Regions from separate parts of the Mus musculus genome. Here all the other regions are linked to region 1. A link is a contact called in public HiChIP or PLAC-seq and promoter capture Hi-C data. All regions are on one chromosome and are shown on one strand. Each heading gives the region's core, a stretch centred on a gene start, on an enhancer-like site or on the middle of the called end of the contact. The rest is flanking DNA. Distances are from core to core; before and after follow the strand shown.

What was found. Promoter capture Hi-C pulls out the DNA fragments that hold promoters and counts their contacts. HiChIP or PLAC-seq counts read pairs in DNA pulled down with a chosen protein or histone mark. Capture Hi-C pulls out chosen DNA fragments and counts their contacts.
Region 2: an H3K4me3 HiChIP or PLAC-seq map of embryonic basal ganglia shows a contact between it and region 1, with 5 times the contacts expected there. The contact joins the enhancer-like site here to the promoter of Thap1 in region 1. A contact is called at or near these places in 16 of 39 promoter capture datasets (the 3T3-L1 cell line, 3T3-L1-derived adipocytes, the C10 cell line and 11 more), 2 of 15 datasets of contacts at CTCF or cohesin (the NIH/3T3 cell line and stem cell-derived epiblast-like cells), 12 of 484 Hi-C or Micro-C datasets (the C2C12 cell line, the G1E-ER4 cell line, Th1 cells and 9 more), 15 of 115 datasets of contacts at active chromatin or transcription factors (the SCID.adh cell line, bone marrow-derived macrophages, cardiomyocytes and 12 more) and 1 of 9 other capture datasets (adipose tissue).
Region 3: a contact with region 1 is called in a promoter capture Hi-C map of liver, with 6 times the contacts expected there. The contact joins the promoter of Zfp703 here to the promoter of Thap1 in region 1. A contact is called at or near these places in 17 of 39 promoter capture datasets (the 3T3-L1 cell line, 3T3-L1-derived adipocytes, the C10 cell line and 12 more), 3 of 15 datasets of contacts at CTCF or cohesin (the NIH/3T3 cell line, large pre-B cells and stem cell-derived epiblast-like cells), 16 of 484 Hi-C or Micro-C datasets (CD4 T cells, CD8 T cells, the G1E-ER4 cell line and 8 more), 34 of 115 datasets of contacts at active chromatin or transcription factors (the NIH/3T3 cell line, acute myeloid leukemia, bone marrow-derived dendritic cells and 23 more) and 3 of 9 other capture datasets (adipose tissue, embryonic stem cells and liver).
Region 4: a contact with region 1 is called in a promoter capture Hi-C map of the 3T3-L1 cell line, with 4 times the contacts expected there. The contact joins the promoter of 2310008N11Rik here to the promoter of Thap1 in region 1. A contact is called at or near these places in 1 of 39 promoter capture datasets (the 3T3-L1 cell line) and 1 of 9 other capture datasets (embryonic stem cells).
Region 5: a contact with region 1 is called in a promoter capture Hi-C map of 3T3-L1-derived adipocytes, with 3 times the contacts expected there. The contact joins the promoter of Fgfr1 here to the promoter of Thap1 in region 1. A contact is called at or near these places in 1 of 39 promoter capture datasets (3T3-L1-derived adipocytes), 1 of 115 datasets of contacts at active chromatin or transcription factors (memory CD8 T cells) and 1 of 9 other capture datasets (pancreatic islet).
Region 6: a promoter capture Hi-C map of hematopoietic stem and progenitor cells shows a contact between it and region 1, with 4 times the contacts expected there. The contact joins the enhancer-like site here to the promoter of Thap1 in region 1. A contact is called at or near these places in 12 of 39 promoter capture datasets (the 3T3-L1 cell line, the C10 cell line, the HPC-7 cell line and 8 more), 1 of 15 datasets of contacts at CTCF or cohesin (pro-B cells), 9 of 484 Hi-C or Micro-C datasets (CD8 T cells, Sertoli cells, embryonic stem cells and 2 more), 14 of 115 datasets of contacts at active chromatin or transcription factors (the SCID.adh cell line, bone marrow-derived macrophages, double positive thymocytes and 9 more) and 3 of 9 other capture datasets (adipose tissue, embryonic stem cells and liver).

Annotation. Positions count from the first base shown.
Region 1 is chr8:26,155,306-26,160,296 of GRCm38.p6, forward strand. Thap1 (THAP domain containing, apoptosis associated protein 1) reads left to right here and starts at 2,864. Exons shown (of 3, transcript NM_199042.2): 1 at 2,864-3,216. The coding sequence starts at 3,146.
Region 2 is chr8:26,991,462-26,996,452 of GRCm38.p6, forward strand. No RefSeq gene overlaps it. Among named protein-coding and RNA genes, the nearest start is that of Gm32389, 14 kb to the right of the region's middle. Within about 2 kb of position 3,115, at least 36 of the 459 cell types and tissues checked have an H3K27ac peak or open chromatin away from gene starts, as enhancers often do. A contact at or near this core is called in adipose tissue and embryonic basal ganglia, where this site is marked.
Region 3 is chr8:26,974,672-26,979,662 of GRCm38.p6, forward strand. It overlaps Zfp703 (zinc finger protein 703), which reads left to right and starts at 2,665. Exons shown (of 2, transcript NM_001101502.1): 1 at 2,665-2,940; 2 at 3,897-4,991. The coding sequence starts at 2,683. It overlaps Gm39150 (a long non-coding RNA gene), which reads right to left and starts at 1,244. Exons shown (of 4, transcript XR_001778540.2): 1 at 1,002-1,244.
Region 4 is chr8:26,821,638-26,826,628 of GRCm38.p6, forward strand. It overlaps 2310008N11Rik (RIKEN cDNA 2310008N11 gene), which reads right to left and starts at 2,786. Exons shown (of 3, transcript NR_045904.1): 1 at 2,577-2,786. It also overlaps the pseudogene Gm29728.
Region 5 is chr8:25,516,493-25,521,483 of GRCm38.p6, forward strand. It overlaps Fgfr1 (fibroblast growth factor receptor 1), which reads left to right and starts at 2,267. Exons shown (of 18, transcript NM_010206.3): 1 at 2,267-2,937. It overlaps Gm31288 (a long non-coding RNA gene), which reads right to left. Exons shown (of 3, transcript XR_003947368.1): 3 at 3,196-4,991. RefSeq lists promoters at 1,432-2,406, 2,192-2,406.
Region 6 is chr8:25,607,796-25,612,786 of GRCm38.p6, forward strand. It overlaps a transcript of Nsd3 not described here. Among named protein-coding and RNA genes, the nearest start is that of Letm2, 13 kb to the left of the region's middle. Within about 2 kb of position 2,701, at least 54 of the 459 cell types and tissues checked have an H3K27ac peak or open chromatin away from gene starts, as enhancers often do. A contact at or near this core is called in CD8 T cells, the SCID.adh cell line, bone marrow-derived macrophages and 4 more, where this site is marked.

The DNA of each region.
Region 1 (4,991 bases), core at 1,614-4,113:
TACCCTTAGTTACCCTTATTCAGGTACCTTAGTATAATTTATACTTTAAAAAAAAAAAAGTCTCCAGCCCTTAATTTACACTTTTATTCTACTTTCCCCTTTATAGAATAAGCTCTATGAAGATACACTAATATGCCTCACTAACAGTTCTGTAAATAACATGCTAGCCCATATGGGGGCATAATATAGGAAAATGAACTAATGAACGAGATAAATGATCACTTACCGCCCACGTTACACCTCACATCCCTACTCCCATCTCAACACAGCAGAATTTATTTTTTCGATAGGTTTTGACTTTGTATACCTTGGTTGGCTAGAACTCACTATGACCAGGTAGTCCTCAGACTCAGCACAATTCTTGCCCTTCCTTTGTGAAGGCTGAGATTACAAGAGTGTGCTACCAAGCCTGAACTTGAAGTGTATTTAAACCTGCATCACCCTTCTGCTTCAAAGCTGACTGTGGAGACAGGTTGTTGCTCAGCACAAGAACCTCAGCATGGTAAACCAGCAGCTTACATCAGCCTGCAGAACCCCTTAGGCTCTTATCCTCTAACCTCTCCTCTTACTTGTCCCCCAAGCCACTGCACTCAGCAACTCCAACACACTTCTGCTTCTCCTTGAACAGGCTGGATCCCCAGGCCTCGGGAGGTGGGCTTCCCGTGCCTCATGGCACCAGGTACAGAAGATGTCCTCACAGCTAATTTGAAATCTTTCAGTAGTTGCTTCCTCTAGTAGGCCAGTCCTAGCCTCATCTTTAATAACTGCAACCTCCTCCAGCATTTTTCGAATTTCTGTGTGACTCTCCTTCTTCTCACTACAGAACACTAGCTTAGTAAAATAACTAGTAAGGCAGACTACTATACCACCCATCTTCACTATATAGCCCCTCAGAAGTACAGAACAGGTTTTCAATAAATAACAAGCCATATGATGTGTTCAGAGTTTAAGGTAACTACATAAATTATTTTTGGGGTACCATCTGTTAACCATATCATGATTTTTTTTTTCTTTGCAGTGGACTAAAGTAGAGAACCTAGTATCAATACCCTATAAAATGTTAATAAACCACTCTTCTGGTGTTCCTAATATATAGCTACTTCTCTGAAACGAATTTAGGTACAGTTTCTAGGTCCATTTAATTCAATGTCTCCTAATTTGTGACAACCAGAGCTGCTGAGGCTACCAGGTTCAGTAAGATGCTGCCAGCCTCCCCAGCACCCCAGTCAGATGAGACAGAGATGTTACAGCACACAATTACAGACATAAGTACACAACTTCACCAAAACAAAAAGGTATAAGGCAAACCTGACAGAAAAAAACACACAAGATACATCTTAAGGAAAGATGAAGCAGTCAGGGGACGGGCATCCCAGGCCAAGCAAAGCTGCCTATCTGAGCAGTTACAGGAGTGTAAGGACAAGCAGGGGAAGATGGTACAAACACAGGAGTACCTGCTGCTTATGCTGCCATCATCAGCAATTTGGACTTTATTCACTACAGAGGTATCCTGGGATGTCTAAGCTTTATAAACAAGGGGCTGGCAGTGTTTTTATGAGGGACAGAGAGAAAGCTGAAGACTAGGACTGACAAAAAGTTGAGACTGTGAGTACTTGAATTCAAGGATGGTGGTGAGAGAATAACCTCTCTATTCTATGAGGTTAACCTAAGTCTCGAGGAAGGGGTCCTAGGAGCAGCTGATAAGAGCACTTAGCATCAAGACTAATGATCCGAGTTAGGTCCCAGAGCCCACAAGGTGGAAGGAGAGAACCCACTCCCACAAACTGTCCTCTGACCCACAACATGTGTGCCTGGTGCCCAGCTGCCTGGAGTTATAGATGGTTGTGAACTGCCTTGTGGGTGCTGGGAATCGAACCCGGGTCACCTGCAAGAGCAACAAGTGTTCTTTTCTGCTGAATTAAAGCCTAGTTTTTTTGTTTTATCTCAGTGACACCAGGATTTCAGATTTAAGTAGTTGGCGAATGTATTAAACCATATACCTGATAACTCTGAAGGCAAGTCCATGTGTGCTCAAGTAAAACGAGCTAGGAAAAGATGGTATGTGGGTTCAATAGTCAAAGTTCTAGAGATGGTAGCCACTAAATAGATCCTTAAGAGAAGCAATATTTAAGGGTACAGAAAATAGTTTATAAGGGAGAGAATGCGCCACACACTCCAAACTACAGAGGGTCAAGCCTGTAACACTTGTCTTCAGCTTGAAAAATCGCTGCGCCTACACAAAGGTAACAACGTTCAGAAGTGCACTGTAGGGATGGAAAGATGGCTCTGCAGTTGAGAGCACTGACTGCTCTTACATAGGTCCTGAGTTCAATTCCCAGCAACCACATGGTGGCTCACAACCATCTGCAGTGAGATCTGATGCCCTCTTCTGGTGTGTCTGAAGACAGCGACAGTGTACTCACATACATTTAAAAAAAAAAAAAAAGGTCTTCCTTCCCAGCTTAGAGGAAATGAAATGCGCGTTTGTCCTCGTTGTCTAGTTAGACGGTCACCTGGATTCTGAACGTGGACCACAGGTTTGTACAATCCACGCATCTGCTGGTTCCCCCCCCTTTAAAAAAAAACTGCGTATGGCCAGGGACGAGCTCTTCCACGTTCTCCTGCAGGCTTTCGGACCCAACAGGCCGTTCTTTATCAAGCTGCAGCAGAAAACGCCGGACAAATTAACGACAGTCACCACTACGAGAACGACTGCAGTCAGGATCCCAAACAAACGCGCTCTCTTCCGGCCAAGGCGCAGAGGGCCCACCCACTTCCGCACTGCTGACCACGCCCCACAGGCGCGCCTCGCCCCAGCCAATGGTCAGCTTCCCTGGGAACGTTACCTTCAGCCAATCAGAGACGGCGAGCCGAGTCCTCGCGAGAGGTGAGGCTGAAGCTGCCTCCGCCATCTTGAAGATGGGAGACGGGCGACAGCTGTGGTCCTTCTGCTAAAGCAAACCCCACAACGGACAGGGTAGTCACTCCCCCACCCCAACCCCCACCCCACGGCGAGGTGATCGTCCCCGTAACTGCTGACCGACGCCACCGAGAGCGGCGAGCGTTATCAAGGCCGAGCGCGGCGACCCCGACGGCCCCCTTCGCCTGCCTCCCGGGCCGAAGGGAAGTGTGGAGGGCCAGAAGGATGGTGCAGTCCTGCTCCGCCTACGGCTGCAAGAACCGCTACGACAAGGACAAGCCCGTCTCCTTCCACAAGTAGGTAACTGGCGTGCTCCGCGGCCGCGGCGACAGGGGCGCGCGGGCGGGTGGGGGCGGAGCCCGGCGCGTGGCCGCGCGAGACCTGGAGGAGGCGGGGCGGGCGCTCGGGCGCTCAGGGCGGCGGACGGGCCGGGCCGGCGGGGGCGGGGACCCACGGGGGCGCGTCCCCGTGGCTGCGCGCCCCCGCTGCGCATCCCGGGCGCGCGGCGTCTCCGTTGGTCTTGGCCTCCGCTGGGGGCTGAGACCGCGCGCCTTCGCGCTCGCGGAGGGTTTCCGGCGGGCGGGCAAGCGAGCGAGCGACGCCCAGAAGCCTCTCGCAGCCCTGCGTACCTCTTCGTCCCAAGCCGCGGCGTGGCCGTGGCACATAGGGAGGAAGTCGAGCTGGGAACGCACAGGGGGAGGAGGACAGGTTTCGGACCTCACTGTGGATGCCGGGAAGGAAGCAGGGCAGCTGACCGGGATGCCAGGGAGGACTCTTAAGTCCTAGCGTCAAAGAACCAACCTTTAGCATCCATGGGCTTTAGAGGAGGCTCTTGGTATTGTCGAGATGAACCCCTGTCTTTCAACACACAGGAAGAACGAGACGATAGCACACACTTGACTCTGTTGCCGTGGTGAAGGTTAATGTGAGCGAATACCAGCTTTACCCCCACAGCCGTCAGGGCTCGTTCTTGTAGTGGGTGCAGCAATCAAGAAGCCAGGGTGAAAAATACTCTGGAGAGATGGCTCAGCGGTTGAGAGCACTGACTGCTCCTCCAGAGGTCCTGAGTTCAATTCCCAGCAACCACATGGTGGCTCACAACCATCCGTAATGAGAAATGACGCCTTCTTCTGATGTGTCTGAAGACAGCTACAGTGTACTTATATATAATAAATAAATCTTTTTAAAGAGAAAAATAAAAATACTCTCTTGAAAGAAGAAAGTCATAGAATTAGCGTTACTGATGGTGTTTGTTAATGCTAACAGTCCACAAAATGTGACAATTTTTAGGCAGGTAAATTTGTTGTTACAAGTTTTATGTTAGGTTTTGGAGGAATTCCTGACTGTATGCAGATGATAGCTAAGAAATCAGATCCACTGGTAAATTATGCAAGTTATCCATAGCAAAACGATTACAGAAACAAATTTCACAATGGTCTCTCAGATTTTGAGGGGTCAGTAGTGTTCATGTTTAATAATGTTTGCAAGAAAGTAAGACTTGTGTGCTGTTTTCTCTGGGGAATAGGCTAGAATATAGCCTAAACTATGACTTGGTTTTTTGAAATTTCATACATCCTCAGAATGTAGGACTAGATGAGGGAATGGTGACAGGGACGTGCATTCGACTTGCCGCCTCCCTTTCCTATGCTTTATTAAGATGGCCCAGGGAACCTTCAAGTATGCAGACTAGTTAAAAATGGCACACATCAAAAAGACCGTTTCAACTGCTGGGTGTTGGAAAATAAGAACAAGGGCTAACATGAGTCTTAAGCCTTATGTAAGAACAGTAAGTGGCCAAGATCTTGCTTGACAGTTCTGTGCCCCCGTCCTAGGAGACGAGACACTAGGACTTATAAGAAGTTGCCACCATGGTGCTTTGAACTTCTTTTTAGGCATATGCTTTTTCCAGCCTGAACATAGTTGCAGTGGAGAAAGCTGGCTAATATAAAGATAAGCCCTAACACGAAGGTTGGCTAGGTCTTCATGAAGAACAGGATGATCGGGGTCTGGCATACCTTATGTGGTGGAACAGCTAAAGAACAGTAAAGCTAAATTGAAACATTCTATAGCT
Region 2 (4,991 bases), core at 1,865-4,364, 840 kb after region 1:
TCCCTGACCCTCCCCAGATCATCTCCCTTTCGGTCAACCTGAATTCCATTTGTCAGGAACATTTGCGAAAGTGTTTCACAGAGGCACTAACGGGACTATGGCTCAATCTCATCAAGCTACCATATCAGAACACATCACACCATGCTATCCAGTTAATCAGACCCATTGACTAACAGGGAAAACAACAAAGGGTCTTGAATGAATTGTCACATGCTCCAAAAATGACCCTGCTGCCTCTTCTCATAGGGCACTTGCCTCTAACAGCAAGGATAATATGAAGACATGATCCTTGAAGACATCCAGTGCACAGAGTGGATGTCTAGAGGGGAGTCAGTCAGGTGATGAACAGGCGCCATCCATCCGGCTGTCCTCAAGCCCATTGATTGTTCATAGAGAAAACTAGGTCAGTGAAGAGGATGAGGGTAAAGGTTATACCACGGATAAAGGAGAAGTTCATCTCAGCTCACCTCCACCCCCTCCCTCAGATCTCACCACACAGAGGCTCCCCACACCCTCTGAGCCCTGTTTCCCTGGACAAAGTTGATGCTGATATCATACGGGAGGCAAGAATTTGATAGTGTGGGTGTGTGATACCAGCGCCAAGAAGTTAGAACCAGAATGGCTGTGAGTTTGAGGCTAGCCTGGGCTACATAAGAAGTTCCATGACATTCCAAAGTGAGATACTGTCTCAAAAATAGAAGGGGAGGGAAGGGGAAAGAAAGGGAAGGAAAGTAAAGAAACACATACCCCACCCTCCCAGGGATGGAATACTCTGGCCACCAAAGGCCAACACTAAGGGCAAAGCAGAAGGCTCAGAGCCTCACAGAGATCAAGACCCACACCCTCCCCAGAGCTGAGGCCTCCACCTTACAAAGAGCCACAGATGTGAGCACTTTCAGTGGCCTATAAGTGAGCCTCCCTAACGAAAGGGCTAGGGACCTCTGATGTATTTGGTGACAACGATGGCCTCACAGTGCAATTTCTAGGCAGCTAAAGGTTGGCCCAAAGTGATAATGATTGGTGGTCACTGTCATCAGTGGTCACCAATGGGTACTGTCAATAGAATGGGCTCGGAGTTCAAATGAAATCGAGTGGGTCGCTGGGACCAGACTTGAGCCCTTCTCTCCTATAACATTAACTGGATGCTTACTGTGTGTGTATCAGACACTGGGCTGGCACTGGGCACAGGCATTTTCATCAACGGATGTCTACGGTTGCCTTCAGTAAGTCTTGACACACTTTGCCTAAAGTCACAATGAGATTCCTATCATGATTACAATGCCTGTGTATCCACCACCAGGACTGCGGCGTGCTGTTATGCAAGTGGAGCCTACATCAGTCAAGGTAGTGAGCAAGCGAGCAAGCAGGGCCTCATAGCTACGTATGAGAGCCAGCACGGGCTGCATCCACAAAGATGTCCCATGGGGAAGCAGCAAGGGGAGCCATGATTACCTCTAACCCTGCCCTCTGAAGACCAAGGTTGAAAAGGAGGCCTTAGGCCCCTGGTCACAGGTTCCCCTCCTGAAGTCTGACACCAAATGTAGACTTGTGTTATGCTGATCACCAGCTACAAAAGACTTCTGGAGCCCAGTGCCCAACACACCAAAGCCCAGTCTTCAGGAAGCAGAGACTTGAGAATTCCAAGTTCAAGGCCTGCCTGGACACCTTAGTATAAAACTCAAAAAAATTTTTTTTGTTTTTTTGTCTCATTCCTGGAGAACCTACAGTGTGTGTTAAATGTGTGTGTTAAATACTACTGGACATGCTCCATGCACCAAAGTGTCTATGATCCAGTGAGAAAAAAACAATATTAACTCACACAAATAGTACAAATGATAATGGCAAACAAAGAAGATTCCGCCCCCCAAAAGTGCAAGACCTTCAGAACACCCCTAGATATCCCCAGAAGAGAAAGAAGAGCGCTTGCTAACAAGACAGCCTGAGCAAGACCCAAACAGGACTGTGCAGGGATACTGGGGATACCCGGCCTAGATACTCCGATGGGCTAACTTGTATGAAGAGCAGAAAGCCACCTAAAGCCAGCCAGTTGATTTTGTTTCCGGGCCACCTGAAGAGGTGCAGCCACCCAGCAGGTGGACAAGAGAGGGCCAGAGGCTCAGTGCAGGGAAGTAGTCGGACCAGCTTGCTTCAGCAGAAGGGAAGGGAGCTCCTTGCTTTGGGTTTGGATTTGAAATGAGTACTGCACTTGCTCAACCAACTTTCAAAGTCCCAGCTGCCCACCCTGGACTCTCATCCTCACAGGGACCACCTCCCTGGCTATGTTAGAGCATCAGGGATGATTCTCAGACGCCCTTCCAGGGCCACACCCACAAGATGGGACTTTCACCCACATATCCGCCCCCCCCCCTTAGTCACCTGCTTCCCACTTCAGACTCAGTTTCTCCCTTCCCTACTATTGGGGAGTCCTTAGCATATTCCTTTGTACCCTTGGACCTCGCTGTAACTGTCCCCCTTGTGCCCCTCCCCCTGAGCCATTCCTCCCCGGAGACATACTCACATGCATGCTCCCTCGCCTCCCCCCCCCAACCCTTCCCCTCCATTTGTTTCAATGAACAGCCCCTTTTATCTATTCTGTAGGTACAAATGAAGCTGTCAAATTTGATCAGGCGCTTGATATGACAGGCTGTGGGAGTCAGGACCCCTTGAACAGAGTGGGCCTTGTCTGTCACAGCCTGCCTGACACTTCCCATAATGCCCAGACTGATGAGATTCTGAGTAGGGCCCAGCACATTTTCAACTCTATTTTGGGTGAAAACCCTTCTTGAAAGCTCTTGAAAGGAGCTGGCAGTTCCGCCGCCCGGATGATTAATGAGGGCTGGCTTCACTGGACGGATTTCTCCTGGTGCCAACAGCCGTCCTCCCAACAGGCCAGAACATGTTGCCTCGGACTCCCCCAGTGTTTTCCCCGCAGACATTTACCCCCAAAAGTCCCTTCCCATCAGCCCTTAGAACGCTTCCTCCAACTCTCAATCCTTCCACCAGCCACGGTCTCTGCCGCGCTCCTCACGTTCTACCTGGAGCCGCCCCCACACATGGAAGAAGTTAGCCTCCCAGCTGAGGGGCCAACTGGAGGGAGCAGGGGCCTCTTGGAGGAGTGGGGGTGGCTGAGGGACAGCTGGGCTGAGACTGTGGAGGACTTGTGACCCATACACTCCTTGTGTGTATTCTGTGCCCCACATGGGTAGCATGAGCCTTTCTGCTTTCTCCTCAAGGATCTCAGGGGACAAAAGGCCCCAAAAGATAAAACGCTGAGTTCTTTGTTTGTTTTTGTCATCTGTGGGTGCTTCTCAGTTGGGACAACTACTGCCACACAAGTCAGGAAGGCCCCTGTGGAGGGTAGAAGGTTTAGTATCTTGGTCTCAAGACTCCTCTATCCACAAGTCCATGGGGATTATTAAAAGTGCTTCTCAAGACTTCTAATGCCCCCAGGGGCACCGCCAGCTAAGCCAGGGACCACCACACGGCAGAAAGCTCTTCTGTCCCAGGTTCCTAAAGAGCCAGGCTCAGTGTGAGCTTCCATGAACACATGAATCCTTCAAACCGTGCCCTCCCCACCCATCCCTGCCAACTGCAAGGTTCTCTCTCTCTCCTCTCGCGCTCTCTCTCTCTCTCTCTCTCTCTCTCTCTCTCTCTCTCTCCTCCCTCCTTCCCTTCCTTCTTCCTTTGCCAGTCCCTCCAACCCAATCCTGCTAGATGTTCTTTAGGGACTTTCAAACTCAGAACCCTTCAGAAACAAACAGGCTACAGGTAGCTGGGATTAGAAATTTGTCTTGCCCTTTCTTGCTAACCTCTTTGTTTTGGTTGGTCGGTTGGTTGGTTGGTTGGGTTTGGGTTTGGGTTTAGGTTTTGTTTGTTTGTTTGTTTGTTCTTTTGTTTTTGACATGATCCCCCTATATAAGCCAAGGTTACTTCAAACTTGCAATCCCACCCCCACCCCACCCCCGTTTCCCAAGTGCCAGGAATACAGGTCTGTGTCACCACTCACACATGGCTTCTTGTCCCTCTGAGACAGACCCTAGCTGTGTTGTTCAGAGGCCAGCCTCATGACTAACTGAGTTAACCAATAAAATTCATTCTGTCTCTCTTTCTCTCTCTTTTTTTAAAGCACTCATAGATGTCCCTTTCAAACTAGGTTTGAGGTCCAGGGAAGAAACCGTGTCTCTATAACCGGAGGGTCCCCCCTCACCCCCACTTCCCTTCCTCTGAGAAGAGATAAAGGAACTCCAGAATACTCCCAGGCCACGGGGTAACTGCCTAGCCAGCTTTGAGGTTACCCCCGGTCCACACTCGAACCTGAGACCATCAGCACCATCTACTATTTACAAAGCCCTTTTTCACTGCCAAGCAGTGGATTGGCTCTGGGGAGACGTCAGTCAAAGCATGCAGCTGAATAAGCCTGTAGATCCCCTTCATGCAGCTGACAGGTAAGGAGACGACACCCACGCGAGTCAACGTACAGGCGTGAATTGTCGGGCAGTGGTAAGCAAGAGGTGTGGTGTTGTGTTGGGTAGGGCATACGGGGGGGTTGCTGAGGAATCCTTTAGATCCAAGGTCCGAGAAGGCCTCACTGGAACATGATCCTGAAACTTAAGATCCAGTGGCTAAGTGGGCTTATCCAGGTACAAAATGTGTTGGGCTGGAGAAAGGCATGAGTGACTGTCAGCTAACTTCCTTTTGTCTCCAGGGTGCTGTCCTCTTCAGCCAGGACTTTATGGAAGGCAGAAACTCAGGAACCCATCCAAGCCTTGGCAGAGCCACTGGAGCAATGAGTGAGCTTGGGAGAGAAAGGAAGTCCAGAATTCAGAGGGAGTCGCTGACCACAACAGCCCGGGCAAGGCGGGACCTCTGCACTTAGACGGGTAAGTAAGGGTCTGGGCTTGTCACAGGACCCACGTGGAGGCGCTAGGCAGCCTTCTTGATCCTGGAGCTAACTGGACATCGAAAGCTACCGAGGACGACAACAATCAACC
Region 3 (4,991 bases), core at 1,415-3,914, 820 kb after region 1:
ACTGCTCTGAGCTTAGAGAACTAAGTTTCTTAAAAGGACAATGTATCATTCCGTGGGGAAATCGCCTGCACCCTAGCCTGCCCAGCCGGGACATCCTGTCTGCTCCCCTTCTTCCTTTTGTTCATTTGACATCTTTCTACTCTCCAAATAAAAATACTCCACCGTCCTTTCTGCAGCCTCCTGCCCTCTCTTTCCCACCCACATTCCTAAGTGTCTACTCTCTTTCCCTCTAACTTATTTCCCATTAATCATTTCTAACACACATCTGCTCTGCTCCTAGAATGGTTTCTAGGCTGGCTCTCTCTCTCTCTCTCTCTCTCTCTCTCTCTCTCTCTCTCTCTCTCTCCCTCCCTCTCCTCCCACCCCGCCCCCAGCTGGACTGGTTACAATAACCCAGGAGACTTTTGTCTCTGTCTCCAAACTCTACCTTCTTCCCAGTTTTTCCTCCAACATATCCACAAAGGCCATCGCTTCTACAACCCATCCTTCTTCCACTCTTTTCTCTCCCAAAGGCCAAAGGCCTGGGTTAAGTTGAAGTAACCCTTCAATCGCGGTGGACTGTGTTTGTTGGGAGATAGGGTCTCACTCTGTAGCACAAGCTAGACTGGAACTCACTAGGTATGCCAAGCTGGTCTCAAATTCATGGTGTGACTCTCCTGCCTCAGCTTCCTGGGTGCTGCATTTACAAGAACGAGGCTGCAGACCCAGCTTGGAGTAGAATTTTACAGATAAGTGTTCGCAATGACCATGAGGTCAGAAGGCATAGGCTGGCATGAGCTGAGCTTATGGGAGTTGCGGGAAGAGAGTAAAACTTTGTACTATAAAATAAATGAGAAAATCCTCCTCCCTTCCATTCATTCTCTTGCCCCTCCTGCTGCAATATGGACCATATCATCAGAGTCAGGGCATCTCTGGCTATTCACTAAATTTATAAGATCTAAAGAGAGGGAAGGGACAGTCGGGTAATTTCTGAGAAACCTATGCACATTTATTTATCAAACCTTGTGGCTCCAGGGAGAGTTTGAGTTCTGTGTATGACGGATGTGGCCTTGGAAGCTGCCTGCCGCCTTCTCTCCTGCACATCATGAAGTTCATGATTGTTCTATGATTCGCTCCTTCCGCTCACTTTGACGACCCCTTTGGAATCTCTTGCTCTCACGTTGTGTTGAGTCAATGATATCAGAGTCAGGGAAAAAAAAAAAAAAACAACCGTGAGTCAGCATCAGGCAGTCAGAACCAGATAGTCCTGGGTAACACTCCTACAAAGTCAGAACTTGATGGTCAGAGTGACTGACAAATCACGACTGGAAAAGGGTATTCAAAAGGAACAGCGACACCAGCGCGCCTCCACTGGCCACTGAGGGCACGCAAAAGTGGTCACTCCAGAGCTGGGGCACAAAGGACCAAGCTCAGTCGATTGAGCCAAGGATCTAGAACTTTATGGTCAGGACCATGACTATGTAAAAATCTCTGCCAAGTGTAAATACGTACTTTTTCCGGAAGGCTTGGGGGAATCCGAGAGGGTACTGTTATTATTAATAAAAAGGTCTTATTTCGAAATTTCGCCGGAGGGGAAACCAATGGGGCAGTCTCTAGAGTTTGTGTCGTCCTGCAATGCTGAGACCCCCCCCCTCCTCTAGGACATCGGCCTCTACTTTGATGCTACCTCCAACCACGTCGCCGCCAAACGGCAGCTCAGCTCGTCACAGCACAGTGAGGTAGCTTTATGACTTTAAACGGGACAAGAACCCTGAAACACACCAAACACGATCTATAATTCAGAGCGCCCCTGGGGGCGTTCCAGGAGCTTTGAGGTGACGCTTCCTGGCCAGGGAGCCAAACCTTCAACCACGCTTCACCTAGACCGTCTCACCGGGAAGGGAGTCCTTCCACTTCCAGTCTGACTGGACAGGCTCAAAGTAGTTGGAAGGGCTCAGGCAGCGCCCAGGGAATAGTGGATGCCCCCAAGGCTTCGGCGCTTCCAAGTGAACACATCCGGGAGAGGCCAATTAGGGGAAAGAGAACCGGCCGAAGCAGCTCGGAGAAGCTGCCGAGCTCCCGAGGCGTAGCCCGCCCCCCGGCGGTCCCGGGGAGAGGCTTGGATCCTAGGACCGGAGCAGGCGCCCTGCGTTCCCACCCCGGTCTCCACCCTAGACACTAGTGGGAAGCAGCAGGCAACAGGAGAGGGCACAGAGCCCGTGTCCAGAAGTCCCGTCCCTTGGGTGACCCGTGGGCTAGGGCAGCCGGGCACAACCCGCAAAGGGGAGCAGATCCAGCGCTGGGCGAAGGCCGGGAGGCGGCGACCGGCTAGGGCGCTTTAAGACTCTCCCCGCCCACCGGCGGCGCCCGCCTCCGCCCTCCGCTCTCCCCGCCCCGGGGTCCGGGAGAGAGCTGCGATTGGGCGGGCGCGGCGATCCCTTTGAAGTGTGGCTGCAGATCGCGGCTATTTGACGTGCAGCTCGCGGAAGGCGAAGGTTTTTGTGTTGCTCGCCTGGGCTAGCTGCGGCGGCGGCGGCGGCGGCGGCGGCGGCGGCGGCGGCGGTGGAGGAGGGGAGGCGGCACGGAGGCGCAGCGGCTGCTGCACGGCGTTCGACGCAGCGGAGCGAGCCCACCCGCCCCGGGAGCTCGCCTCCCGGAGCTTCCCCTCCCTCCCCGCCCCCCCAGTGGCACTGCCTCCTCCAAATGAGCGATTCGCCCGCTGGATCTAACCCAAGGACACCCGAAAGCAGCGGCAGCGGCGGCGGCAGCAGCAGCGGCGGCGGCGGCGGGAAGAGGCCGGCGGTGCCGGCAGTGGTGTCCCTCCTGCCCCCGGCGGACCCCCTGCGCCAGGCGAACCGGCTCCCTATCAGGGTCCTGAAGATGCTGAGCGCTCACACCGGTCACCTCCTGCACCCGGAGTACCTGCAACCGCTGTCCTCCACACCCGTCAGCCCAATTGAGGTCAGTCTCCGGGCGCTGCCCACCCAGAACTGAACCCCACTCCTCCACCCATGCTGGGCCCATGGCTCTGCTCCCTCCACCACCCCCCACCCCACCCCACCTCCCGTAGCGACGCGAGGCCCGAAGCTGGCCACGCAGGCGGACCTCCTGAGGAGGGACGGAAGGCAGGAACCAGACACCCCCCTCCCCGCCCGCCCAGGTTCTCCCTAGACTCATGGGTGGAAGGGTTTTGCCCAGTCGCCCTTTGGAGCTGCGTGTTTTCTAACCGACTGGATTTGCTCTTATGGTGCCCAGAGTCCTTTACTTTTCCTCTGGCCCCTTAGAGTCCTGTCCAAAGACGGCTTCTGGGCCTCCCTCGCCTCCACCCGGTGTCCCTCTGCATCTTCCCCCGTCTGTTTAGGGGCACAGTGCAGACAACCAGGCACTCGGGATCCTGGGTCTTTCTTCATCTTACTTCTCTGGGTGTCCTCCCCGGGAGGGAGGGAGAAAGGGAGGGAAGGAGAGAGGGAGGGGCTACTCACAGGGCCAACTGCGGCTCTGCCTTTAGAAGGCGCCTCTCCCTGCTCTTACACCGAGCGCCATCACCAGAAACCCGTCCCAAACGAAGTTCTCCCAAACTAAAGGCTTAAGTTTTTCCCTGGCCCAAAAAGATGGGAAAATTATCTGGAAAGGGGCGAATCACCATCCGGATTACAGAGAAGTCACCTTTAACCGGGAGGGCTGTGGTTGAGCCATTTCTCCTGCGCGCCAGCGCCCATGTCACACTCGGGGACTAACCCACAAGGCAAGTGTCATTCCGCCCAGCTACTCGGCCAGAGCCAGGCCCTCCTTCCGTGACCCTCCTCGCTCAGCTCCCTTCGCTCGCCCACAGTGCTCGGCTCAGCTTCTCCGCGCGCGCTTAGTGAGTCTCCCAGTCTCACCCCCTTCTCCCTCCCCTTTGCCACTGTCTCCCGCAGCTGGACGCCAAGAAGAGTCCTTTGGCTCTGCTAGCCCAGACCTGCTCGCAGATCGGCAAGCCCGACCCGCCGCCCTCATCCAAGCTCAACTCCGTAGCGGCGGCGGCGGCCAACGGGCTGGGATCCGAGAAAGACCCGAGCCGCTCCGCCCCCGGCGCCGCCTCCGCGGCCGCGGCGCTCAAGCAGCTGGGGGACTCCCCCGCGGAGGACAAGTCGAGCTTCAAGCCCTACTCTAAGGGCTCCGGAGGCGGCGACTCCCGCAAAGACAGCGGCTCCTCGTCGGTGTCCTCCACCACCTCTTCGTCCTCCTCGTCCCCCGGAGACAAGGCGGGCTTCAGGGTCCCCAGCGCCGCCTGCCCTCCCTTTCCCCCGCACGGGGCATCGGTCTCCACCTCATCAAACTCGTCTTCTCCCGGCGGCTCCCGCGGAGGTTCACCACACCACTCAGACTGCAAGAACGGCGGCGGCGGGGCCGGCGAACTGGACAAGAAAGAGCAGGAAGCCAAACCCAGTCCCGAGCCAGCCGCTGGGAGCCGAGGTAGCGGCGGGGACTCGGCTCACGGTGGCCCGGAAGCCACCGCATCGGGGCGCAAGTCAGAGCCGCCCTCCGCCCTGGTGGGGGCGGGCCACGTGGCTCCAGTGTCACCCTACAAACCAGGCCACTCGGTGTTCCCACTACCGCCCTCCAGCATCGGTTACCACGGCTCCATCGTGGGCGCCTACGCCGGCTACCCGTCTCAGTTCGTTCCTGGCCTGGATCCTAGCAAGTCTGGTTTGGTGGGAGGTCAGCTGTCCGGGGGCCTGGGCCTGCCACCAGGCAAGCCCCCCAGCTCCAGCCCGCTCACGGGGGCCTCCCCACCCTCCTTCCTGCAGGGATTATGCCGTGACCCCTACTGTCTAGGAGGCTACCACAGCGCCTCGCACCTCGGCGGCTCAAGCTGTTCCACTTGCAGCGCGCACGATCCGACCGGGCCCAGCCTTAAGGCCAGTGGCTACCCTCTGGTGTACCCGGGGCACCCCTTGCAACCTGCGGCGCTCTCCTCCAGCGCCGCCCAGGCCGCTCTCCCGGGCCATCCTCTCTACACCTATGGCTTC
Region 4 (4,991 bases), core at 1,536-4,035, 670 kb after region 1:
CCTGCTCTTCTGAAAACTGAATATAGAGTTTGGACATGCTACTTCAAGCGGCTTTTAGCCTGCTGTGCATCTAGTCTATAAAACAATGTTAGACTAGACTCATTCTTGGATTGCTTATGAACCTCTCTAGCAATCTGTATTGGCTTCTTAGTATGGATTTATTCCAAAGAAAGTAGCAAGATTGGTGTGGACTCAGAGCTGTAGCTTCCAGGAATCCTCCAGCATGGTGGTCCTCCTGGGCCTTGATCTATGAACATCCTATCCCATGAGTGATGATGACTTAACTTTCACGACTCACTTGGGGTTAAAGTATCCCCAATATTTCTAGATATTGGGGATATCTCCCAATATGCTCAAAGCATACAGACAGTTTCCTGGTAATCTGCTGTCTTATGGATTTACTGCTATGAACAGACACCATGACCAAGGCAACTCTTATTAGGACAACATTTCACTGAGGCTAGCGTACAGGTTCAGAGGTTCAGTCCATTATCATCAAGGCAGGAACACGGTAGCATCCAGGCAGGCATGGTACAGGAGGAGCTGAGAGTTTTATATCTTCATCTGAAGGCTGCTAGCAGAATACTGGCTTCCAGGCAGCTAGGATGAGGGCCTTATAGCCCACACCACAGTGACACACCTACTCCAACAAATCCACACCTTCTAATAGTGCCACTCTCTGGGCCAAGTTTATACAAATCATCACATTTTCCATTTTAAAAAATCTTTTATTCATTCTTTAGTGGTTTTATACATGTATACCATATATTATGACCATATCCATCCTCTTCTCCTTCTCCTAACTTCTCCCAGACCCAATCTATACTTCTGCCACCCAATCCCCAATTCCTCCTCCTCCTCCTTTCTCCCCCCTCCTCCTCTTTCTTCTTCCTCAATATTCTACAGAATCCATATATCCATGGGTGTGGGTCCATACACTGGACTATGGTTGATCTACCAGGTAGTACACCCTTAAAGAAACTAAGTCTTTCTCCCCTGCCAGTCATCAACTAACTGTTAAATAGCTCCTCAGCTAGGGGTAGGGACTCATGAGCCCCTCTATGCTAGAATGTTGACTAGCTTGATCTTGTGCAACTCTTGTGCTAGCCGTGGATGTGGGTTCTTGAGCACAGCAGTCTTCTAGCTTTTACAATCTTTCTGCACCATCTTCCAAGATATTCCCTGAGCCCTTGTGGAAGGAATGTGACAGATGCCTCTGATGAGACCCAAGAGCTGCAAAAATCTATTTACTGACCATTCCCCCTGCCCCTTGGTTTGCTTAAGGTTTCTTTCTAGGACCCTGGAAACAGCCACCTCTTGCTGAGTGCTAAAGTCCTTGCAACTATAGGTGCTGAAGGCCTTAGAAGCTTAGGCTCTGCCATAAAAGTTGAGGGCAGGGTGCTGTGTGCATGAGCCCTGTAGGGCCAGGGAGGCACCAACTGCTGCATGGGGAGGAGGCCAAGGCCGCAGCTCGAGGGAGGCCTCGGCCCTCGGTGCCTGTGTTTGGCAGAGCTGGTGTGAGAAGAAGAGACAACCCTTCCCCACTGTCGGGATAATCAAGAGTTTTGGCCGGACCTTTGAGTACACCTCGGGATAGTGAGGAGCCTGGCGAAAAGCACAGACTATGGCGCTGAAACGAATTAATAAGGAACTTAGTGATTTGGCCCATGACCCTCCAGCACAATGTTCTGCAGGTCCAGTTGGAGATGACATGTTTCATTGGCAAGCCACAATTATGGGACCTAATGACAGCCCATATCAAGGTGGTTTATTCTTTTTGACAATTCATTTCCCTACAGACTACCCCTTCAAACCACCTAAGGTTGCGTTTACAACTAAAATTTATCATCCAAATATTAACAGTAATGGCAGCATTTGTCTTGATATTCTAAGATCACAGTGGTCTCCTGCTTAAATTGTTTCTAATGTTCTTTTATCCATTTGTTCACTGCTATGTGATCCAAACCCAGATGACCCCCTAGTGCCAGAGATTGCATGGATCTATAAAACAGACAGAGATAAGTACAACAGAATATATCGGGAATGGACTCAGAAGTATGCCATGTGATGCTACCTTGAAGTCAGAATCACCTACATTATAGCTGGAATAAACTTTAAATTACTGTTAAAAAAAAGTTGAGGGCAGGACCTCTCTCTACTATGGTTAATTCTCAAGACAAGTCCTTGGGCTGGAGAGATGGCTCAGAGGTTAAGAGCACTGTCTGCTCTTCCAGAGGTCCTGGGTTCAATTCCCAGCAACCACATGGTGGTTCACAACCATCTATAATGAGATCTAGTGCCCTCTTCTGGTCTGCAGGCATACATGCAGGCAGAATGCTGTATACATAATAAATAATTCTCAAACAAAGAAACAAAAAAACAAAACAGTCCTGAGTTCATTTCCCAGTGACTACAATGTATTGCTTAAACCATAATCTTTCCCTCCCCCCTCCCTCCTTCCTTTCTTCCCCATTCCCACCCCCCCCCCCTCCTATACACATCATATTCATTCCCCACATCTCCTAAGAAGTCCAGTGGGGGCTGAGTTATGGATGAATGCAGTTGTGGCCACTCACCAAACAGTGTTCAGTCGCTTCTTTCCTGATACAAGCAACATCTAGTTACCTAGGTTGTGCCTGATTCTTTCATCCTTCCCAGGAGGCTCTACTGTCTCAGGCACACATAGGTTGCTAGCAGGTCCACATTGCAGTTCTTCAGGCTTGCTCAGACATGTCTAAGCCAGGCTAAGGCTCAAGCTGGGACTCCCTGCACAGTTAATGGCTGACAGAATGCCCCAGAGCGAAGGCACTGTGTTTATGCTGCCCAACCAAGCCAAGACCAGTGAGGGAAAAAAAAAAAAAACTACAAAGGAGAAGCAAAGATTGCTTGCCTTACATGTTAAGCCAGAAAGCTATAGATCTGTCAGTACTGGAATGAATTTTTTCCAAGGGTCATGAGTACCATGTAATGTGAACCATGAAACCATTTGCTGAGATGCCCCAGTGTTAGACATTCAGTACTGTAAGTCAGTGCATCTATCTTCTCTCACTGTGCAATGGTTGATGAAAACGTGCCTCTTAAACTATCCTGAAATAAAGGTCACTGGCTTAGTCACCAGCTTTGGCGCCCAGGATGAGTAACCACCCTGAATTCCTCTCTAGACTCTAGTTCTCAGCGCTGATGCCTTCCTGGTGTGTTTCCATGTGACTGGGTCCGAACAAGATCCTTGGGAACCATCATATGTGCTGGGATCCAGTGCATCAGCACAGATGGTTCGGGACCTGTACCATGAGACTTGGCGAAGCAGTGAATCCACATCTGGCAGCTTCCCAAGGTGGAATGCACCTGGAGTTGAAGTGAAAACATTTGGGCCTTGAGCTGTAGCTCCTTCAAATGCAAACCCTCCAAGTTTTCATGTCCTGGACTGTAAAGTGGTCCTAATGGCATAAGCATCACAAAGTTGTTGTGACAAGTCAAGACGTACTTGCTGAGCTGTTATTAGCGTTTCCCAGTTGAGGTCTCCGTGTGCCTTATTCAGTTCTCTGCACCCACTGCCCGGTACCCTACTGCTATAGAGAATGCCAGTATATAGTAAGTGGTTATTGAGCATACCTGATGTTTGTCTGAGGAACAGAGACAATCAATACTGAACTGTTTTAAGGGGAGGGGGAGTAAACCTCTCTCTAACTTACAGAAGTTCTTTCAGAGGAGACCAGTCCACAGGGCTGATGTATAAGCTTTGCTCCACAAAGGAGCTCAATCCCGGATGCTCTGTCCAGAGTGAACGTGCCTATTGGATACCAGAGGCAAAGTAGCAAAGCCAGGCTTCACAGATCAACCTCACTGGCAGCTCAGGAGCCCATCTTATACATTGACATCTCACCATACTATTGAGGGTTAGTCCGCAATAGTTGCCAGTCACTATATGCCGTGAGCTTCACAGACTTTTACCAGTTGGGCTTCACTGGGAAGGAAAGGGACCCACTCGAGGGCTGCCTATAGGAACAAAATACTGTAGTTCAAAAAATGGACTCACCCTGCCTTATGTTGAGTGTATTTAGGGGGCGGGGGCTACGATATAAAAAATGCTATCCAAAAGACATGTTGAGATTGCAGTGATTCTAACAGCATTTAGAGGTTGGACTTTAAAAGGAAATTGGTCATGAGGGCAATATCCTCAAGACTGCCAAGGATATCACCCTGTGTGGCTAGCTATCCCAGGGCTGTGTTTGTTAAGGATCAAGCCCAACTTCTTCAGTGTTCATATTCCCATCCTCTCTCTCTCTAAGGAGCTCTTTTGCCACATAATGTCTTCCATCAGGATGTGGTACAGCAGCAGCCCTTGCCAGATGCCAGTACTTTAATATTGGAATTCATAGCCTTGTAATCATGAGCAATATATGTATTTTCCTTATAAATTATCACTCTGTGATAGTCTGCTAACGCTGCACAAAAATAGACTAAGAGACAGGGGCACAGATACTATGTGGCAGCCACACAAATGGTGGTATAACTCCAGACAGCTCCATTATGAAGAGGTATAAACGGGGCCACAATCAAGAAGGGGCTTCGTGGAGGTATCCCATTTGAAGCCAGACCTGAGAACTGAGTCCATAAAGCAGCTAGCAGAAGAGTGAAGTCGTTCAGATAATCTCGGAGCTAAACAGTGGTGCAGCTTCCCCCAAGGGCTGTAAGAAGGATGTGCGGCAACAAATGGTGAGCAATGGGGCAGATGCACGGGGGTCAATACTGCCTCTAAGTCATCCCTAATGCAAGAAGGAACAAGCAAAGAATCAGCAAGAAAGATGAGAGCAGGTATGTGGCTTTAAAAGATGATATGAGAAGAAGGGATACAGGAGTCAATGCATCTTAAGTTATTGCAGTCTGGGTAGGGGCAAGCGGGGAGTGACACGCTCAGACGTGAGGTGGGAGCATGAAGGTCTGAGCACATATTGACTCCACTTGAGCTACCACCTCCAGCAGGAGCTGAA
Region 5 (4,991 bases), core at 1,017-3,516, 640 kb before region 1:
CTCAATAACCCAGGTTTCTCACATGCAGCTGTTCCCCAAACAACAGATCTATAGATGTCAGGAAAACTCTTGAGACAGATGAGATAGATTCGGGACCACTGTCTTAGAACAGTTCTGCAGCTTGCTGGAGAGAACCCACAAAATAAAAAAGACAGCTAGTAAAACTATGCTAAATATCAAATCAGTAGATACAGTGGGAGGCAGAAACACCTCCAGGTGGCTGGGCCGAGGCAGAGAAGGCTGTTTGGTAGCTTCTATGAAAGAATAATTGGGACCAGACTAAAAGCCAAGGGACTGAACAGGGCAAGGATATTGCTATGTGGGTAATAACTCTTAAATATTAGCTGGTGTTCATTTATTCCACAGAGTCATTTCTGGTTTTTATTTTATTTTTTTGTTCAAAAATACTTCCTGAATATTTACTTCCTAGGCACTCAATAAATGTATTCTCTCTTTACCCCTCCTCCAAATCTGAACCCAGATCATTTTGTATATGCTAAGCACACTCAGCTAAACATTAAGCTTTGGTGGGTGTGGTGGTGTCTTACAAACTGTTGTCTCAGGAGGCAAGAGGCAAAAGGTGGGAGAGTCCTTGAGTCTGAGGCTACCCTGGGCTACAGCATAAGACTATCTCTAAAAGCAAAGACAAAACAAACAAACAAAAACCAACCCAATAAACCAATAATACACCAATAAACTCATCAATAGCCCTTCTTCTTTTTCCTCCACCCTTTACTGGAGATAAACAAATGTGATAATATCTCCGTAGCTTCCCATTTTTTCACCTGGTGGTCACATAGAAAACTGTCTTAGAAACTCTTAGTCTTCAATGTGGAGGGAAGAGTTGGATTGTTTGGTATTCAAGCTGTCATGGCTTGCTCTGTGGAAGCGGAATAGAACAGTCCCCCTCATGATGGCTTTCACATGTGTGACCCTTTTGGCACACTTACATTCATTCAGTCTGCTTCTCATGGGGGAGACCCATAGAGGGACTAGATCTTATCAGATTCGTGACATGCCCAAAGTCTTTGAGTGGTGGAATTCACACCTAGTGTGACATATTCCACCCTTCCAGTGGTCCCCAAGTAGACATCACATCACAGTCACCAGGAAAATTTGCAGAGCCCCCACCCCACTGCTATGCAGCAAACCAACAGGTACCAACCACCTAGTCAGGTCTAGAGTGTGCTGGAATCAAAGCACTGTCTTTGCCTTTGTCAAAGCTGCATCGCCAACCCCTGTGTTTGATTTGTTTGAGACAGGGTCTGTAAGCACAGGCTGTCGTCTCAGTCCCTATGTGGCCAACGGTGATCTTAAGTCTCTGACCCTCCAGGGCTAGGATTGCATATGTACATCATCATTTTAGACTGCTGGAAAGTGAGCTCCTGCAACGAGGCGAAGGCCCCACTGGCTGTCTCAGAATTGTTAGCATGCTTCATCAAAACATCGGGATTTCTCATGTCCAAGCAGGATCAAAAATTTTTATTTTTTAACAATCTCAATATGATTCACGTCCACTGGACTCATTGGATTAAAGAGCCACAGATTAACATCTCTGTGGAGGGACCTGGTGGGAAGGGCATTTCAGCGATTTTCTTTGAGGTTCATAGTATACTGTGGAGGCTCTGGTTTGACTCTGATTAATTCCTAAGGCAAACAAAACAAAACAAGCAAGCAAGTAAACAAACATCCCCCCCCATCCGAAAAAAAAAAAAAACAAAAACCCCTCCTCTCTTCGGTTGCTTCCTGAAAGCTGGTGATTTCTAAGGCTACCATGAACAGCACTGTAGAATTTGCAGGGTCCATTCCAGCGTGAACCACAAAACCTAAATTATGTGGCTGGGGAAAGTTGAGATCCAAGGAAAGGGTCTGAGGGGGAAAGTCAACCGATCCATCAATAAAAACAGTTCGTATATTGTAAGCTATGTGAGGGTCCTATTTATTCCTTTTAGAGACGGGAAAACCGAGATTTAGAGCACGAAAATCATACCCCAAGGCACAGAGATAACCAAAGACCAAGTTGCCCAGTGCAACCTCAAAATTATAGCCAGGCACCCGCCCCTCCCCACCCTCCACTCCTGTCCCCAAATCGCTGATCTACACACAGTCTGAAATTCGGGCGCCCTCCAGGCGAAAACTCAAGTTAGACCAGACTGTAGAGCAGTTCTGCTCGCTCCAGGCTTCTCCGGGGCTGCAGCTTGAGAACTACAAGGCCCAGCAGGCAACTGCAAGGGGAGGAGGAGGAGGTGGGACTAGCGCCGGGTGGGAGTGAGAGAGCGAGCCCTCGCGCCTCGCCGGCGCACAGCGCTCGGAGCGCTCCTGCGGGTACTTTGGCGGGGCTCTCCGCTGCGGGCGGCGCGGAACGGGAGCCGGAACCCTGGTGCAGCCGCTGCGTGCAGAGGACCCGGGCTGCGCAGGGAAGCGGGGCCGAGACGTCCGGACTGGACTGAGACTGTGCTTAGCGCATTGCGGCGACCTCGCCTTTCCCGGCCGCGAGCGCGCGCCGCAGCTGGAAAAGCAGCGGAGACCGAGGACTTTTCTCAGGTCCCAGGGGCGCACCACAGCCGTGCTGCAGTCAATGCACGCCGGAGCCCCAGGAGGGGTGATGGAACTCGGGCTGCCAGAAGCCTGAGACGCCGCCACCGCCGCCGCTGCGTACTGGAGAGCGGGGGGCGCACGATCTGGGGACCCCGGGCGGCGGACCCGAGCCCTCCCCCCCGCCCCGCCTCCGGGGCACCAGCTTCGGCTCCATTGTTCCCGCCCGGGCTGGAGGCGCCCGGCTCGGAGTGCCGCCGGGAGTCGTGCCTCGGCCGCGGAGCCCTCGAGACCCCATCAGGATCTGAACGGAGCCCGGAGACGAGCGGCGGGAGCGCAAGACACAGACACCCGCCGCGCCACGGCGAGCTCTCCAGAGGCGGGACCGCAGCGCCAAGTGAGGTAAGAGTCGCCGGCGCCCGCAGAGCCGGCTGGCTGGGCGTCCCGAGCGGCCCCCGCGCTTCGCCAGTCGCAGCCCGCGCCTCCCTCCTCCAATCCCCCACCCCACCCCCGACTCCGCTCCCTCCCCGGCGCCCCTGTCCCTCCTCCCTCGGCCAGTGTCGCTGCCCGCGCCCCCTCCCCGCGCGCTGGGCCCGCTGCTGCTGCCCGCTGCCTAACTTTTCCGCCAACTCGCGCTCCGGAGCTAGCGAGGAGGCTGCTGCGCTCCGAGTCCAGACCCCGACCCTCTTGGCCCAGGAGAAGGCGGCGGAAGCTGTGTGTTCCCTACTGGGGAGGAGGGCGGGAATGGGCCGGGAGATGGAGGGTGTGTGTGTGTGTGTGTGTGTGTGTACATCATCTATCTTTTGGTCCTCTTGCGGATTCACCCCGTTTCAGCCGGTGGCTTTAAGCTCAACACCCTACATCTGGGATCTTTTCAAGTGTTTTCCTACCTCCGGGCAAGTCTGGGGTCCAGGTTGGGGGGTTGAAGAGGAAAGGAAGTGGCGGGGAAGGCTAGCTTGTCTTGGAATAGGTTTGAAGGAGGTGTCGTCACCAAATGGCTGAATCGGCTTTAGCGGAGAGCGAGCAAAGATTCCCCCCCCTTTTGAGGGGTGATGGTGGTGGTGGTGGTAATGTTCTATTTTATCTTAGACCTAGAGGACTCTTGAAGGGGTCTGGAGAAGCGGGGGGTGGGGGGTCTCGGGGTCTGGATCGTTCTGGGAAGTGGAGGAAATGAGGAGAACTTGTCCGGTGCGGAGGAGCCCTCTTCTGCCCGCTTGTTGCTTCTCTGGCCCAGACCCCCTCTCCACACCTCCTGTGCCTCCTCTTGTAGTGTCTCCGGCGGGGTAAGACAACCTAGTACTCATATTTTTAGAGGAATTTACTGACTTTTTAAATATATAGATGGGGTTTGTAATAAACAGTTACCCACCCAGTGAGGCAGCTGGACACCTTGGGAGTGCAGGAGGGAGTTCTCTTTCTCTGGGCCTAGTAGAAGCTATTAACTCATTTGCAAAGCATTTCGACGGCGTTTTTCTCCCCCACCCCACCCCCCATTTCCCAGATGTAGCTGCCGCATCTGGTTCCGTTTCACCCTACACGGGTACACCGCAGCCACATTATTAAACATCCCTCTTCCTCCCCTCCCCCTCCTAAATTAAAACTGAGATTCTTTAGCACCACCGCCACCACCACCCCTTAACATTTCTTGAGACGTGGAGCAGAGGCTTTGGGATTGGAAGAGAAAAGCAAGTTATAGATCCCAAAGTGATTTTGGATTCCTTCACTCTCTTGCTGGTGGCCGACGATGGGGGGGGGGGGAGTGCGGGGGGGGGGCGGTGTTTAAGAATCTCTGGACCCTCTTGGGAGCCGCTTGCTTACTAGAGGTGGCCTTGGTCGGTGGGTCTGGGCCAAACTTGGCCCTGACGTGTCCTGGAACCAAGTATCGCCTCTCCCTTTAATTATAGTTGGAGCATCTGTCTCATGTGGACACCGCGGGCCCACCTATCGCCACGCGTCCAAGTCCATCTTGGGGGGGGGTGTTCCGTCCTCCATTTGGGGAGTAGAGTGCGATACCTGGTGCTGTAACTGCCAGAGGGACCTTGTGTTTTCAGTGAGTTTCCTGGGTTGCAGCCCTCAGAAGCTTAAAATGGAGTGTTTTTGCCGTTTAAACAATAACTACAGGGCCAGGGATGGAATGTCCATTCTTTTGGAAGGGGGGGGGGCAACAAAACATCCTAAGGGTCCATCCAAAGTTAGCGGCTGGGTGGGTATAGTTTGCCGGTGCCTCTCACCCTCTCCAGTCTTTTAAATTGAAAACACTTCTCTGGTTTCCTTCTTAGGGCGGTAGTTTTGGAGGCTGTAATGAAATCGCACTTTCCCTAGACATGGTAATTAAGGTGACTGTTTCCTTCCCAGATGTGCTCTGGTCTTTGCACCTCCGGACCATTGCTTTTTTTGGAATAGTATCTAAATTGTAGAACCATTGCCCTGAGATGGTTGAGCAAAAAGTGGCCAGT
Region 6 (4,991 bases), core at 1,451-3,950, 550 kb before region 1:
GAAAATAGCTAATAAAAAAATTAAAAACAAACAAACAAAAAACAAAACGAGAGTCTCACCTGTTGTAGACACAAAAGATATTAAAATTATTATTTTTAAAATTTTTTTTGGAGATTTCAATTTTATGTGTATGCACATTTGCCTGAATGTATGTCTGTGAACTTTGTATGTGCAGGGCCCATGGAGGGCAGATGATGATGGGTGTCCTGAGACTGGAGTTACGAACAGTTGTTAGTCTCCATGCGAGTGCTGAGAACTGAACCAGATCCTCTGGAGCAGCAGCTAAGTGTCTTAACTGCTGAGCCATCTCTTCAGCCTGGACTTACCCTACCTTTTCTCAAAGGTTATAAAAAGCCACAGCGATTATATTTTATTGGCATAAAGTTAGATGAGTGGACTAGAGTCCAGAAATGGGTAATTATCAAGAAGTGTTGTTAAATATGAAGCCAAAAGTGGTAAAACCTAGAATCCCACCACTTAGGAGGAATTCAGGTTTGAGGGCAACCTGATAAAAACAGACTATCTCAGAAAACATCGCATGTGTTTGTAGCTCACCCCCCACTCCTACTGTGTTACATATATACTGTGCTACATGTACTGATAATATTTAAAAAGGAATAAATTATAAACATACCATGGATGAATCTTGAAATAATTCTAAGTGAATCTAGACATATATATATATATATATATATATATATTCTATGATTCCAAATAAAAGTCTTATATGCACACTACCCCATAGTGACAAGCAAGCCAGTCCCAAGAAATTAAAGTTATTAAAGCTTTAAAAGCTTTAGAAGTTGTTATTCACAAAAATCTATTTTTCACTGCAATCCTGTTTTTAATTTTAATTTAGAGAAAAAAGTATTTTTGAAGAAGCAACTCAAATGGTTTATTTTTTGTTAAAAACACATCTGCCTTTTGAGATTTTAAATAACTAATGAGCTTTAGTTCTTTAGAATAATCTTTTCATAAATATTTATAAGATGGGGCCTGTGGCTGAGATGGCTCAGCAGGTAAAGGCTCTAGCCACCAAGTCTGATGCCACCCCAATTAGATCCCTTGGACCTAAATGGTGGCAAGAGAGAACTGACTCCTGCAAGTTGTCCTCTGAACTACACAGACACAAATGAATTTAATTTTAAAAAATGAAAAGATTTACCAGCTAAATGTCCTAAAGTGCCCTAATTTTTTAAAATGTCGCTCTTGTGTGAGTGTTTATCTGTGCAGGTGCGGTTGTATGTGGGATCAGAGGAACCCTTGCAGGGTGTGTGTGTGTGTGTGTGTCTATCTGTCTGTCTGTTTTCTGTCCTTCCGTAGTCAGTCAGTCAGTCAGTTCTGGCAGTCAGGCTGTTTAGGCAGCATCTGACCCTTTGAACAAACTGGCTGCTAGTATTTTTAAAAAGCTTACAGTTTCATTTTCAGTTTTACTGTCAACCTTAGGAAATACATATAGTAAGTTCCTTAAATGCTATGGTATGTATAATACCTATATAGTGTGACATGAAAAAGTAAAAAAACGTATCTAACATTTTGTGAGTGAGATAATGTTGTTACAGGATGTGTGTTGTTAGTCCTCTGGTACATCTGCCATTAACAAGACTGAAAGAGGGCTCTTAGCTTACCTAAAAATTATAGTCAGGGCTTTGTTTTGTTTGTTTGGTTTTGGTTTTGAAGATGGGGTCTCCAGTAACCCAGGCTGGCTTCCAGTGAACTCCCTACGTAACAGGGAGTGACCTTGAACAGTTAACCCTTTGCCTCTACTTCCCAAGATCTTCTATAGGCAGGCAACACTACACGGAACTAGATCTGGATCTTTTATTTATTTATCTATTTATCTATTTATTTCCTTTCTATCTGAGACAGGCTGGCCTCAGCCCGTCATATGGAGGAGTCTGGCAGTGCTGGGGTTTGCAGACATTCATCCCCAAAGCTGCCCTAGATGTGGATCTCAGTCATCATTAAGATATGTTGAGAAAGCAAATGGGAAAATGAAAAAGAATTATGTACATTATAGTTTGTATTTAAGCTGTATGATAACATTTTACATGGTGCCTTTTTGGTTGTTTTATAAATACCCACACCATAACTCCATTTGTTAAAATTAATCTGAAAGCACAGTAATTATTTACCTCAATAATGGGAGATTTTGAAATTTCCCCAATGCCTAAGACTAAAAAGACTAATCATCTAACATAAATTAATTTTTTTGGATTTCAGTCTACTTCCAAATTACTACTTCAAAATTTATTTTTCAATTTTATGTGCATTGATCATTTTGCTTACATATGTGTCTGTGTGAGGACGTTGGGTTCCCTAGAACAGACAGGTGTGAACTACCATGTAGGTGCTGGGAATTGAACCTTGATCCTCCGGAAGAGCAGCTGTGCCATCTCTTCAGCCTAAAATTATTATTTTTTTAATGCTGGGATTAAAGGCGTGTGCCACCACTGCCCAGCGAGCCGAAATTTTTGTTTATTTCTTGCACTTGGAATGCTTTTTGGTGACATTCTTGACCTGATATTGTTTGCTATAGCCCTTCAAAGAAAATGACATTCAGTTTACTTTTGTAGTTCTTAGAACTAGTGAACTTTTAACTTGAAGTTTTAATAGCTTTTCAACATTGCAATATTCTAGTCAATTCTGTGGACCATAAGGGCTTTCCTTGCTCTTCAGACTGGTGATATGGCATCAGCACTGCCAGCTTTTGCTGAATGTCCACAGAGATGTGTTCAGATAAGTAGGTCAGTTGGCTGGCTCTTACGGCAAGTCAGCTTGCTTGCTTGCTTATTTGTTTGTTTGTTTGTTTGTTTGTTTTGAGGCAGGGTTTGTGCCTTTAGGGCTGGCTGTCCTAGAGCTGGTTCAGTAGACCAGGCTGATCCTCCTGCCTCTGCCTCCACAGTGTTGGCATCAAAGGCACATTTATCTTTTCTGAGACAGGGTTTCTTGGTGTATGTAACCCTGGTTGTCCTGGAACTCTGTCCTCTCTCTGCTCTCCAAGTGCAGGTGAAGTGCTGTTTGCCATAGTTCTAGATACTTTGAAGTCAAAGACAGAAGGATCCCTTCCTTGACTATAGGATCTGACTGAGCCCAGCTTGGGCATTTTAGGAAGAGCATGTCTTAACAAACAAACAAACAAACAAACAAACAAACAAAAGGAATGCTGGCAGGACATAGTGGTCCACACATTTTTTTTTTTTTTTTTTTTTTTGAGACAGGGTTTCTCTATAGCCCTGGCTGTCCTGGAACTCACTTTGTAGACCAGGCTGGCCTCGAACTCAGAAATCCACCTGCCTCTGCCTCCTAAGTGCTGGGATTAAAGGTATGCACCACTACGCCCTGCTGGTCTACACATTTTTGGTTTCTCTGTGTAGCCCTGGCTGTCCTGGAACTCCCTCTGTAGACCAGACTGACCTAGAATTCACAGAGATCTGCCTGCCTTGGTACGTGCGCATGCACACACACACACACACACACACACACACACACACCCCAGTGCTGGGATTAAATGTGTACAGGTGCAGGGTAATGGTGGTGTACTCAGGAGGCAGAAGCAGGCAGATATCTGTGAGCTGTTTGGCTAGCAGTTTGGTCTACACAGTGGGCTCAGGCCAACAAAGACTACACAGTGAGACCCTGTCTCTGGAAAAACAAGCCTGAGTAGCTGGCTTATAGGGTAAAGGTATTTTCCACCCAGCCTGATAACTTGAGTTCAATCCCTGGAATTCCACATGGTGAAAAGGAGCAACGGATTTTCCTCAGTTGTCCTGTGACCTCTACAGAAGTGCTGTGGTACGTGCATGTTTCTGCCTCCGATCTACACAGAGATAAGCAATTAAATGAGCAAAGTAAAGTGTTTTGATTCAGATTTGATTTATAATCACCTTATTTTTAAAAATGTACGATGGACAGTGTGTTCTACCCACCTATTTCACTGTAAGATTTGCTTTGATCTAAACTGACCTTTTTCCTAGTATTTGTTCTGCAGGTGTGTTTACTTTGAGCCAGTTTAGCAAACTGTGTGTGTATTGGGGGGTTGGTCTGTGCGCATGTGTGTATGCACTTATGTGCATAAGCACAGAGTTGCTGGGTATCTTCCTCTACTACTCCCTACCTGTTTCTTCTAAAGCAGGGTCTCTCCCTGTATCTGGGGCTTGTATTCTTTTTTCCTACTAGGCTATTAGCCAACAAGCCTTCAGTATCTTCCTGTGTCTGCCCCCACAGGACTGGGGTTGCAAACACACATTTGTGAGACCACGCCTAGCTTGTTATGTGGGTGCTGTGATCTAAAGTCATGGTTGTGCAGCAGGTGCTGTCAACCACAGAGTCACCTCTCCAACTCCCTCCTCTTAGATTGGGTGGGCACTGGACTTGAAAGGCCTATGTTGAGATCTGAGTTCCTACCACCATTTTACCTTACCATGGAAGGTTAATGCTTTTGTTGATGAATAGAAAAGAGTACTTAGAGTTGTAGAACTTTAAACTGAAGTGTTAAAGTACCAGACTTTAGCACCAAGTAAGCATGTACTTGGTAATTCACACTCCCTAAAAACAGAAATAAAGAAGTAGAGGTTGAGGGTGAGGCTCAGGAGTAGAATACTTTTCTATATATAAAGAGGCCCTAGATTTGATTTTCAGCTTTAAAAAGAGAAGAAGAAGGAAAAGGGAAGGAAGGAAGAAAAGGTTGTCTGCAAATGAGGTTGTCTTTAATTGCATGTTTAGTAGATGAAGAAATGAACTCACTTGGCTGCCTCAACAGAAGTTAAGAAATGTTGGAGCAGCATCTTTGCATAGGCTGTGTGGGTGTTCTCAGTAAGAGATTCATGTTAGTACAAGTATGAACAAGAAGTTAACTTCCAGTCCAAACTTACTTTCACTGTAGTTACGGTAACATCATGCGTCGAACTGCACCAGTGCTTAGTGTTCTGATGAAGCAAGTACGTGATGAAAAGCTTGGATAGAATGAGCTTGACATCCTGAAGTTATAA